Regions from separate parts of the Mus musculus genome. Here region 1 is linked to region 2. The links are chromatin contacts, called in public HiChIP or PLAC-seq maps. All regions are on one chromosome and are shown on one strand. The core of a region is the stretch at or near the end of the contact, and the rest is flanking DNA. Distances in the headings are between cores, read along the strand shown. Region 1 overlaps Gm33262 (a long non-coding RNA gene). Region 2 holds the start of Kcng1 (potassium voltage-gated channel, subfamily G, member 1).

What was found. HiChIP or PLAC-seq counts read pairs in DNA pulled down with a chosen protein or histone mark.
Region 1: a contact with region 2 is called in an H3K4me3 HiChIP or PLAC-seq map of forebrain, with 3 times the contacts expected there. The contact joins the enhancer-like site here to the promoter of Kcng1 in region 2. A contact is called at or near these places in 5 of 39 promoter capture datasets (the HPC-7 cell line, HPC-7-derived erythroid cells, hippocampal neurons and 2 more), 6 of 484 Hi-C or Micro-C datasets (granulocyte-monocyte progenitors, nephron progenitors, pre-B cells and 3 more), 2 of 115 datasets of contacts at active chromatin or transcription factors (embryonic hindbrain and forebrain) and 3 of 9 other capture datasets (adipose tissue, embryonic stem cells and liver).

What each region holds. Positions count from the first base shown.
Region 1 is chr2:168,350,278-168,355,128 of GRCm38.p6, forward strand. The region is part of intron 1 of Gm33262 (a long non-coding RNA gene); the gene reads left to right. Among named protein-coding and RNA genes, the nearest start is that of Gm22704, 17 kb to the left of the region's middle. Within about 2 kb of position 1,759, at least 38 of the 459 cell types and tissues checked have an H3K27ac peak or open chromatin away from gene starts, as enhancers often do. A contact at or near this core is called in forebrain, granulocyte-monocyte progenitors and pre-pro-B cells, where this site is marked.
Region 2 is chr2:168,279,160-168,284,034 of GRCm38.p6, forward strand. Kcng1 (potassium voltage-gated channel, subfamily G, member 1) reads right to left here and starts at 1,947. Exons shown (of 3, transcript NM_001081134.2): 1 at 1,719-1,947.

The DNA.
Region 1 (4,851 bases), core at 509-3,008, 71 kb after region 2:
TAAAAAAAAAATGAGTAATTTATCCTCGCTAGCCCTTTGCAGTGAGGGTTGTGACTGTCCTATTTCACAGATGAAGAAACTGAGGCACAGTGATGAGGTACTGTGTCCAGGGCCCTGCAACCACCAGGCCATCAAACTAAGTTGGACTTGAAAGCCTTTGTCCAGGGGCTATGAGACAGCAGAGAGTCAGTAGTTAAAAACACTGACTGCTCTTCCGGAAGACCATGGTTCAATTCCTATCACCCACTTGGCAGCTCACAACTGTCTGTAACTCTAGCTCCTAGGGATCTGATACCCGCACACACATACATGCAGGGAAAACAGCAATCCACACAAAACTAAGCAATAAGCAAACAAATAAGTCAATCATATTTTAAAAGACAAGGAAACGAAATAAAACTCCAGCATTTATTTGTTTGTTTTATGTATATGACTGCTTTATCTGCCTGTATACTCGCACACCAGAAGCAGGTGTGAGATCCCATTTCAGATGTTTATAAGTCACCATATGGTTGCTGGGAATTGAACTCAGGACCTCTGGAGTCCTTATATATTATATATTAGCCATCTCTCCAGTCCAGTCCTGTTCTGGCTAATTTTATGTCAACTTGACACAAGCTACAGCCATCAGAGAAGAGGGAGCCTCAACTAAGAAATCCTTCCACGAGGTCAGCTGTAGACAAGCCTGAAGGACATTTTCTCAATTGCTGGTTGATGGGTGTAGGGGGAACTGAGTGGTGCCACCCCTGGGCTGTTGGTTCTGGGATCCATAAGAAAGCAGGCTGAGCAAGCCATGAGGAGCAAGCCAGTAAGCAGCACCCCGCCATGGCCTCTGCATCAGCTCCTGCCTCCAGGTTCCTGCCTTCAGGTTCCTGCCCTGACTTCCTTCACTGTGATGTGGAAGCATCAGCAGTGAACCCTTCCCTCCCCAGGCTCCTTTTGGTCATTGTGTTTTATCTCAGCAATAGTGACTCCAACTAAGACATCCCTAAGTGCCAGCCACTGGGCTCATCTGTTCCTCTGAAGCTCTCAGGCTGTGGGCTTTTATTTCCTTTGACTTCTAAGCCAGGATGCCTTTATTCCTTCGGTGTACTGAGACCCAGAGAGGGAGAGAACTGGGCCCATGGCCACATAAACACAGTGGGTAGTTAAGAGGGAGGACTCAAAGTGGGAGGGTCTAAGGTCCGTCAGTCATTCTTTCCTTCTGTGCCTCTTGTTTGAGCAGCTCTGGCCATCGTGGCTTAAAGTGATGGACAGACGAGGCATCTTTCTCTTTGATGAGGTCTTTCCCATTGGATGGGAGTGGGTGATGGCCTATAGTCCAATCCAGAAACCAAGAGGCAGAGTTGGGATCCAGGTCTGTCCCTGACCACATCAGGCCACTGCCCTCTCTGAGCCTCCAGCCTAGGCCACAGAACGTGGTGAAGAAGTGCCTGGGTAACTAGGTCATAAATTCTTATAGATGCTTCCTTTTCCCATACAAGAGCCAGAACTCCAGCGTGATGAAGTGCAGGACTAACCTGGAAGGATAAGGAGGGGAGAGGAGAGGAGAGGAGAGGAGAGGAGAGGAGAGGAGGAGGAGGAGGAGGAGGAGGAGGAGGAGGAGAGGGGAGGGAAGAGGGAGAGTGTTGGGTCTCAACCCCCACAAAGGCTAACTGAGGTGCCTTTTCAATACCTCAAAGTATAAACTCTCCAGCCCAGGGACTGAGTTGTATTTTCCTTCCCTCCACCTCTCTGATCACAATATAATCTAACTATTTTAGCTACATGTGGTCTCTTGGTTCCCTTTGGTTCCTACTCTCCTGGCCTCTTGGCTTCTGGCTCGCCTTGTGGCTACTCTGGTGGCCAGACACACTAGATCAGTGATTCTCAACCTGTGGGTCGCAACCCCTTTACGGGGTGTGTGTCAAATGACCCTTTCACAGGGGGCCCCTACGACCATCAGAAAACATAAATGTTGACATTACAATTCACAACAGTAGCAAAGTTACAGTTATGAAGTAGCAACAAAAATAACTTTATGGTTGGGGGTCACCACAGCATGAGGAAGTGTGTTAAACGGTCTCAGCTTTAGGAAGGGAAGAACTGCTGCCATGGGGTGAGAGGTTCCCTGACAGGGGGCTTCCTGAGCAACAACACCTGGTCTGAGCTGCTTGTGCAAGGCCTTCCTGCCAGGCTCACCACAGGGCTTCACTGGACAAATGTATCGATGTCCTCTCTGTCCCAAGATCCCCAGAGTGGCCCCTCCATTGTAGTACTTACATCTTTCCCTGGATTGTTCTGCCAGATCCTGAACAATCCAGAGTGCACCTCACTCTGTCCTCTGAACTCTCGAAGGGGTCTGCAGTCTACTGCGGCAGTAAACCCTGGGTGCTGTGGGAACCAGGTAGCTGTGAGGTACTTCTAACCCTAACAGCAACGTCAGACCCGGAACTCCGTTCCTGCAGGGAAATCAGAAACCTGTTGGGCCCAGTGTGGGCAGGCCCCACGTGTGGCTTTCTGCTGCCAACTGTGAATCACAGACATCTCTCATTTGATGCTGCCATCTGCTCTAGCAGGCAGCCTGTGTGAGCCAGTGTCTCTCCCCTTTATAAATGGGAGCCACCAAAGAGAGCTGAAGACATGGTGGACTGGCCCCCAGGCCTGGGCAGGGGCCAGCTGCTCTGTTTGGAAATGCTTTGGGGTCCAAACCTGGGGACTGTCCCTGGAGCCCTGGGGTTGTATGATACATCTGATTCTCTCCCATGGCAGCTTGCGAACAGAAACCATTTCTGTAAGAAAGATAATGCTTCGTTAAATAAGAATCTCAATTCTACTGCAGGAGACGCTCACTGTTGGTTGTTGTGTCTCCAGATCCACCTGGGCTCCCCGCAGCTTATCTGAGAAACAGCTTTCTGGGGTGAAAGTTCAGCATCAGTACCGGCTCCAGCCCTTACCGTGAAGTGAGCCGTAGACAGGACATTCTAACCGCTAGAAGCTTCAATTCCCTTCCGAGTGAACACAGATAATAAGACTGCTTGTATCTGTGGCTGTCATCGCTAGAAAATATAATAATCTTGAGATATTATGCTCTCAGTAAATGGCAGCGTATTATATTATACATATAGAATTGGGGAAAATACCAGAAGTATCTTTTTATTTACAACTTTAAACATTATAAACTCTTTACTCCTAATTATAAGATGTCATGTGCATTATGAAAAATGAGATAATTCTGACAGAAGGGTGACCTGGTGGCACAAGCCTGTCATCCCGTCTGCTCAGGAGACTGAGACAGGAGGATTGCAAGTTTAGAGCCTGTCTAGGCTTCAGAATGAGTTCAAGGCCAGCCTGGGGAAGTCAGTAAGACTGTCTCAACTTAAAAAGAGGACCAGCAATGTAGTTCAGTGCTGGAGTGCTTGCTGAGAAGGTCTGAGGCTCTGGGCTCCATCTCCATCACTTCAAAGAACAAGAAGAGGAGGGGGAATGATCGTGTTGGGAGCCTTGATTGAAAGCTAACGAGCAGATGGAGTCCCAAGTGAATATATATTGTTAGCAAGGGCCCAGCCATGTCCAGGACCCAATGCCCCAGGCCCATGAGGGTGCTGATGTCTCCCTGAACTGCCTCCACCCCCTGCCCCAGGCTCTGGCTGGCAATGTCTTCCTTTGGTCTTGCATATGTGAATGTGTAAGAATGGGTGCTTATGAACAATTGACCATTGTGTGCAAAGACTAGCTACTGTAGTTCCCTCCTCTGGTAATTTACAGGCTGAGTCTGCTCGCCCAGACACTGCCTACCAAGACCAGCACCCACCCCTTACTCTACATAAACACTCTGAGGTCCTGGGTGGCCACATGGCGCTGCTCTAGCAGAGCGTGTGTGCCTCACTGGGTCTGTTTTCTGTATGCATGTCTGTGTCTGTCCTTTCGTTATCCCCTCACCAGTCCAGTCAGGTTTCCAGGACCAAGGGGCTCAGGGGACCATCCCAAGTACTGTGAGAAGAGAAGAGAAGAGAAGAGAAGACAAGACAAGACAAGACAAGACAAGACAAGACAAGACAAGACAAGACAAAAGAAGGCAAGAGATGACAAGAGAAGACCAGAGGAGACAAGAGATGACAAGTGAGACAAGAGAAGAGGAGGGGGAGGAAGAGATGAGTTCTTTGATGTTTTATGATTATTCTGCTTTTTTTTTTAAAATGCACAGCAAAGCCCGACACGTGCTGTGGCTGCTGCTTCTCCTCCCCCAGAGCTGGGTCTTAAGTACTTCTCTAATTTGTTTGATCTTTGAAAATCCCTCTTCTCTCTGTGGATGCCCGCACTCATCCCCAGCCAGCCTCCAGGGCTCACCCAGCGCTCAGCGCTGCTAAGCAGGGCCTTCGTGAACTCCTCATCTTTTATTAAGGACCGTGTAGCACTTGCTAGACAGCCACGCTGGTCTCGAAGGACTCATGCTTCTGGTTGTGTCTGTGGATGGATGGCTGCTGCCAGGACAGCTTTGTGAAGCCAAAATGAATAGGTTTCAGCCGGGGACAGGGACCAGAGCTACCCAGTGATGCAAACTTGCCCCCTGTCCCAATGAAATCCGTTACCCGTGTGATGGAAAAGGACCCTGTTTTTATGACCTTTTATGTTCCCAGCTGCCTGCATGGCATTTCCACTTATTTCCTTTGCCGTTCCCATTTTATGAAACTGGGGTGGGGATGGGGTACTCAGCTGCCCATCAGTGGGCGCAGCTTATGTGGCTGAGCCCCACTACTGTCCACAGCATTTACATCCCCACTGGGCCCCAGAGAGTGCCCCAAGGTCTGGAAAGAGCCTCACAGCACAGCACAATGCTGCTGCTAGTCAGTTCAGGGTCTTGGTTGGGGG
Region 2 (4,875 bases), core at 697-3,196:
TCTGTCCCTGGGGCAGATGTCTCACCTTTTGCCAGAGTCCCTTGCCAACCCAGTGCACAAAACTCAACTGCCTCCCCCCCCCCCCCCCAGGAGTCTGCCTCATCAGGCTGCAAGACACTCACAGTCCGGGTCCTCCAGCTCTGGGAAGAGGCTCAGGGTGACTTGTTTTCGGTTCATTCGTCCCCTGTGGGTTTGGAGTGTGTCCCACAGCAGACATTTTTCCACTGGAATGGATTGGCTCAGAGCTGGGCTGGTAGGAGCAATCCCTTGGGGCCAAGCCTCCATGCCTAGCCACACTTCCCTCCCCACCCTCTACAGCAGGTGCCTGTGCAAAGCTGCAAAAGCATAAAGACCCACAGGTAGAAAAACCCACCGTGTGCACACCCCACTGCCCTAATCTCCAGGAGTACCACTTAACCTGGTGATGTGTTTATTGATGAGACACCAGGCAGTGACTCTGAGTACCGTCATAGGTGTGTGTGTGTGTGTGTGTGTGTGTGTGTGTGTGTGCACGTTGGTGGAGGGTTGGGGGTGTCAAACAAACCCCAGCGAATATCTACCTAGATTTATAGTCTGGCAGGCCCTCCTTTCTCCAGCGAATCAGACCAATCCCTGCCCCCTCCTCTCACCTTCCTGTGGACTTAGCTCAGATGTCACCGAGGAGGGGTGAGTATGCGTTTGCCTCCCACCTATTATCTACTTGGGGAACTCAGGTGTTTAGCACCCCTTAAGTACCTCTGCATTGCAAGTGTTTAACAAAATGTGTGCCAAAGTGACAGCTTGGCCTCTAAGCCCCATCACTAGGAGGAGGCTGTGCTCACCTAACATTAGATGAACCTTCTCAGCCCTCATCATCACTCCCAGCCCCCACTAAAGAGCTTTTAAAAGCCCACTTCTTCCTCTCCAGGGATCGGACCCCCCACCCACCCAGGAATGAACGCATTAAGCACCAACCTTAAATCTGCTATACACATATGCTGTAGCGCGGGCCACCCTGGCAGGCTGTGCCCTTCTGAGGCAGGGCCTGAGAGTCTCAACCTCCCCCCCGCCCCCCCATCGCCAGAGTCCATTGTCCTGTCGCCACCTCGGCCATTGTTCAATCCAGGCTTGTTGAATAAATGACTGGATGAACACTGAGTGTTTGGCATAGTGAGATGCCCACAGCAGGTGCTCAACCAATTTTTGTACAACCCAGAGAATGAACGAGTTCGTCTCTTTTCCATCCACACCCAAAAACTATGAGCAAAGCCGGGCCACTTATCCCGGGTACACTGAGGTTAAGGAGACCTCTAACTTTCTTACTAGATGCTAAGGCCCGCGACCACTGAATAGTCACTAGGGCCTTGCACACAGTAGGCGGTCCATAAGCCTTCACTGAGTTCGTAATTAATGAATGACTTAAATGAGTCCCGCTGGTGGGGATGCTGCCTTCCGTGCCTATTGACAGTGAAAGACTTCCCCGCATTCCAACTCCTCCCGTGGGACCCCAAAAACCCTGCACGCAAAGTCAGAGCGCACTACGCATTCCGGGGACCCCTGGAAAGGATCCGTGGCCGGACCAAACTGCGGCCGCGTGGGTGCATGCCGCATCGCCCGGGCGGCCTCTCCGGGGCTCCTAGGTATCCGCAGAGGGTACCGGGGCCGCGGCCACGTGCAGAGCCCGGAGCGCCGCTTGCAGGAGCAGGGTCCCGCCAGGCTGCAGCCCGCGAAGTTCCCACCTTAAGTTCCCGTCGCGGCGTCCCCGCCTAGGAGCTAGCCGGGCCGCAGCTCTGTCTCCCGGCGCAGCGATGCCGGGGTGAGGATGCGAGAGGGGGCAGCAAGCGGCACGTGGGACCCGCTTGGCCTGCCGGGGCTGCCCGCAAACTTTGGCCCCAGGGCCGCTGTCCTGCGCGCTGGACCCCTGACCGTCCCGCCTCCGCCTCCTGGTGCCCGCCGGGCTGCAAGTGCGCCGGCAACGCGGCGCGGCAGCAGCTGAGGGAGGTGGCCGGGCAGGAGGCGGGACGGAGGGAGGGGACTGCGCGCGGGGCGGGGAGAGGGGCGGGCGGGGGGCGGGAGGATGGAGCCACCGCGGGACCCGCCACTGCGATGCCACGCACCCTGACCCGACCCAGAGTCCAGGTCCTAGCGGAACGCAGTGCTGCACTCTCCCCATCCTGCCCATAACCATCTCCTCCCATAATCATCTCCTGCGCCCTGCAGGCCCCTGCCTTCCGGTGGCGACCTTTTAAGTCCCAGCGCTGCTCCTCCCAGGGCTCCTGGCCTGAGGCGCATCCACTTCTCCAGTTTTCTCAGTGGTCGTGGGACGCTCTTCCACCCTAGGCTCAGCGAGTACCAGGACCCGAGCCTCATTCCCCACGTGAGTCGCTATCGTGGGAACGCCACCGAACCAGTCTTCTGTCCTTAGGTCCAACCTCACGCTGAACTGTCACGGACACTGCAGATGTCACGTCGGGGGTGGGGTGGGGTGGCCGCATTTTATGTGTGGCAGTCCGGGAGCCCCACACGCTCTCCACCTTACCATACCAGCCATACATGTGCCTTCTCCATTGGCGGCCTTGGGCTTTTCCTGCCCCTGCGGTCCAGGGCCTGCGCCACCTTTGCAGTGTCACCAAAGCCAAAGAATGAGCGCTCTGGGCCCCAGAATGACTCCTATGCTGTAGTTCCTCACTGTCCCGGGTGGGTCCCGGTCTGGCAGTCTCTGGGTCCTGTACTCAGTCAACAGCCTGGAGAGGACAGGGTGGATTCTGGAGGCCTCTGAGTTGGCAGAAGTTGCAGCAGGATTTGGGATTAGGTGGGAAAGCTGTCTGAGAAGAGAGGGAGTAACCTGCTTGGGGAAATTGATTGGTACTGTCCTTTCTCCTCCATCAGGGAAGCAGGAGAGACTCAGGAACCAAGCTCAGCGAGTGTGCCTCCTATGCCTGGGGCTTCTTTAACGAGTTGCTTAGGCTTGGCCCCGGGGGATGTAAGCTTTGGGTTCACTCAGCACGTGGGTGGAGACAGATGGCAGAGTCAGAGAGTCAGCTGAGGACCTGTCCCAAGAACTCTCAAGCTTCTGCAGCGTCTACACCAGGAGAAAGGGGGGCGGGAAGTGCAAGTAGAAGGGGAGGTGGGGGAGGGGCTCTTCAGATGGAACAAAGTCGACTCCAGATCAGGGCCAGGAACTGAGAGGACCTCATCTTTGGGAGATTTGCAAAGAGATCCCACTAAGGGGCAAACAAAGGCTTCTGAGATGCTGAGAGACACGGGGAGGCAGTGTGCCGGAGGGACATAAATAACAGAGGCCAACATAAAGGTTCTCGGTGGACTCTGGAGGCCAGTGCTCCCACGTCCCATGTTGAAAACATGGCTGGTCCTTGGTGCTCTGTTAGCATGAACAGAAGGACCCATACATCCATCTTTCTTGCTTTCTTCTGAGCCTCGGGTTCCAGAGCAAGGGCTGTGCTGTCTTCCTCTGGCCGGCAGCTTCCACATGGGAAAACTTAAGAGTAGCCTCTTCAGTGATTGTTGGAGGAAGCCAGCACTGTCCTATGACAGCAAGCCTACTACTGCTGTCCCCATGGAGGACGGCAGGACCAGGATGTGAGCAGAAGTTCTCAAAACCTTACTGTGGTCTGAGTCCTCTGGAGAATTCTTCAAACCCACTGGATCATACTTGTGACCCTTCCAGCAAGTTCCCTGGTCTGGGCTTTTTGAAGACTTCAGTTTATCCCAGCTCCATCTGGCCTCAGAGAGATACTTAGATGGGTTGTGAAGCCCAAGCTAGCCTAACTACTTTATCCTTGGGTCTGGGCCTATCGGAACTCGGGGCACCTGAGTCTGGTGTTGGGGTGACTTGAAGACAGAAAGCCCAGCACAACAGAGGCAAAGACTCCACCCTCCCCTGCCCTCTACCCCCGACCTCCACACAGTCTCAGACCCAGGCTGTTCTCAAGGGTGAATTTATGATCTTATCCCCTGCTGTGCTTCACCAAGTACAATAAAATCCTTCTAAATCCTTTTAAGGATTCCCTCTGCAGCTCTCTCTTGTGCCTCCTGCCAGATCTCCAGTTCTTATCTTCATTTTCCTCCCGAGAAGCATCCCTGGCCAAGTTGTCCTGTGGAGAAGGATGCTGAGGGTGCTGGGGTCGGCTTTCTGAAAAGATGAGGACCATCAGGCTTGCTGACACATGGGGTAGCCTGTGGGTAACAGGCTCGCACTTGATCTGTAGGCGGGCTATGGCACGGAGCCCTGCTTTATTTGTCTCTACTGGGTTAAGTTTTAAGAAGTTTGAAATTGATTGCTAACATTTAAAAATCACATTTCATATGACATTATTATTTTTTTTGAAAAGCTGGCAGATCTGGCTAGTATTTTTTTTTTTTTTTTTTGAGAAAGGGTTTCTTGTAACCCAAGCTAGCCTTGAACTTGCTATGTAGCTAAGGATGACCTTGAATTTCACACACTTCTATCACCCCCCTTCTAAGAGCTGGGATTATAGCTGTCCACCACTAAACTTTGTTTTTAATTTAATTAAAAACTTAATTTGTTTTAATTTTATAAAGATTATTGATCAGGATTTCCTGACCTTGAACTTGATACATCTGAGGATGCACTTGAACTCTTGACCCTCCTGCCTCCCTGGCCAGCAGTGCTAGTGAGGACCACGGTTTGTTTCTCAGCCTGCATCCCATCATGTAAGTCATTTAAGTTACTGCCAGATCCCCAGGAGCCAGAGCTGGTGCAGATCATCTTAGCAAACCTCCTAGATTCACATGGTAGATGGCAAAGCCGGATCTGAAGCCATGCCAGTCCGACCCCAAAGCCTAAACTCACCCTGAAACCAAACGCCATTCCCCTAGGGGCCGGAGGAGACTCATTAGAGCTGCCTCAGGACT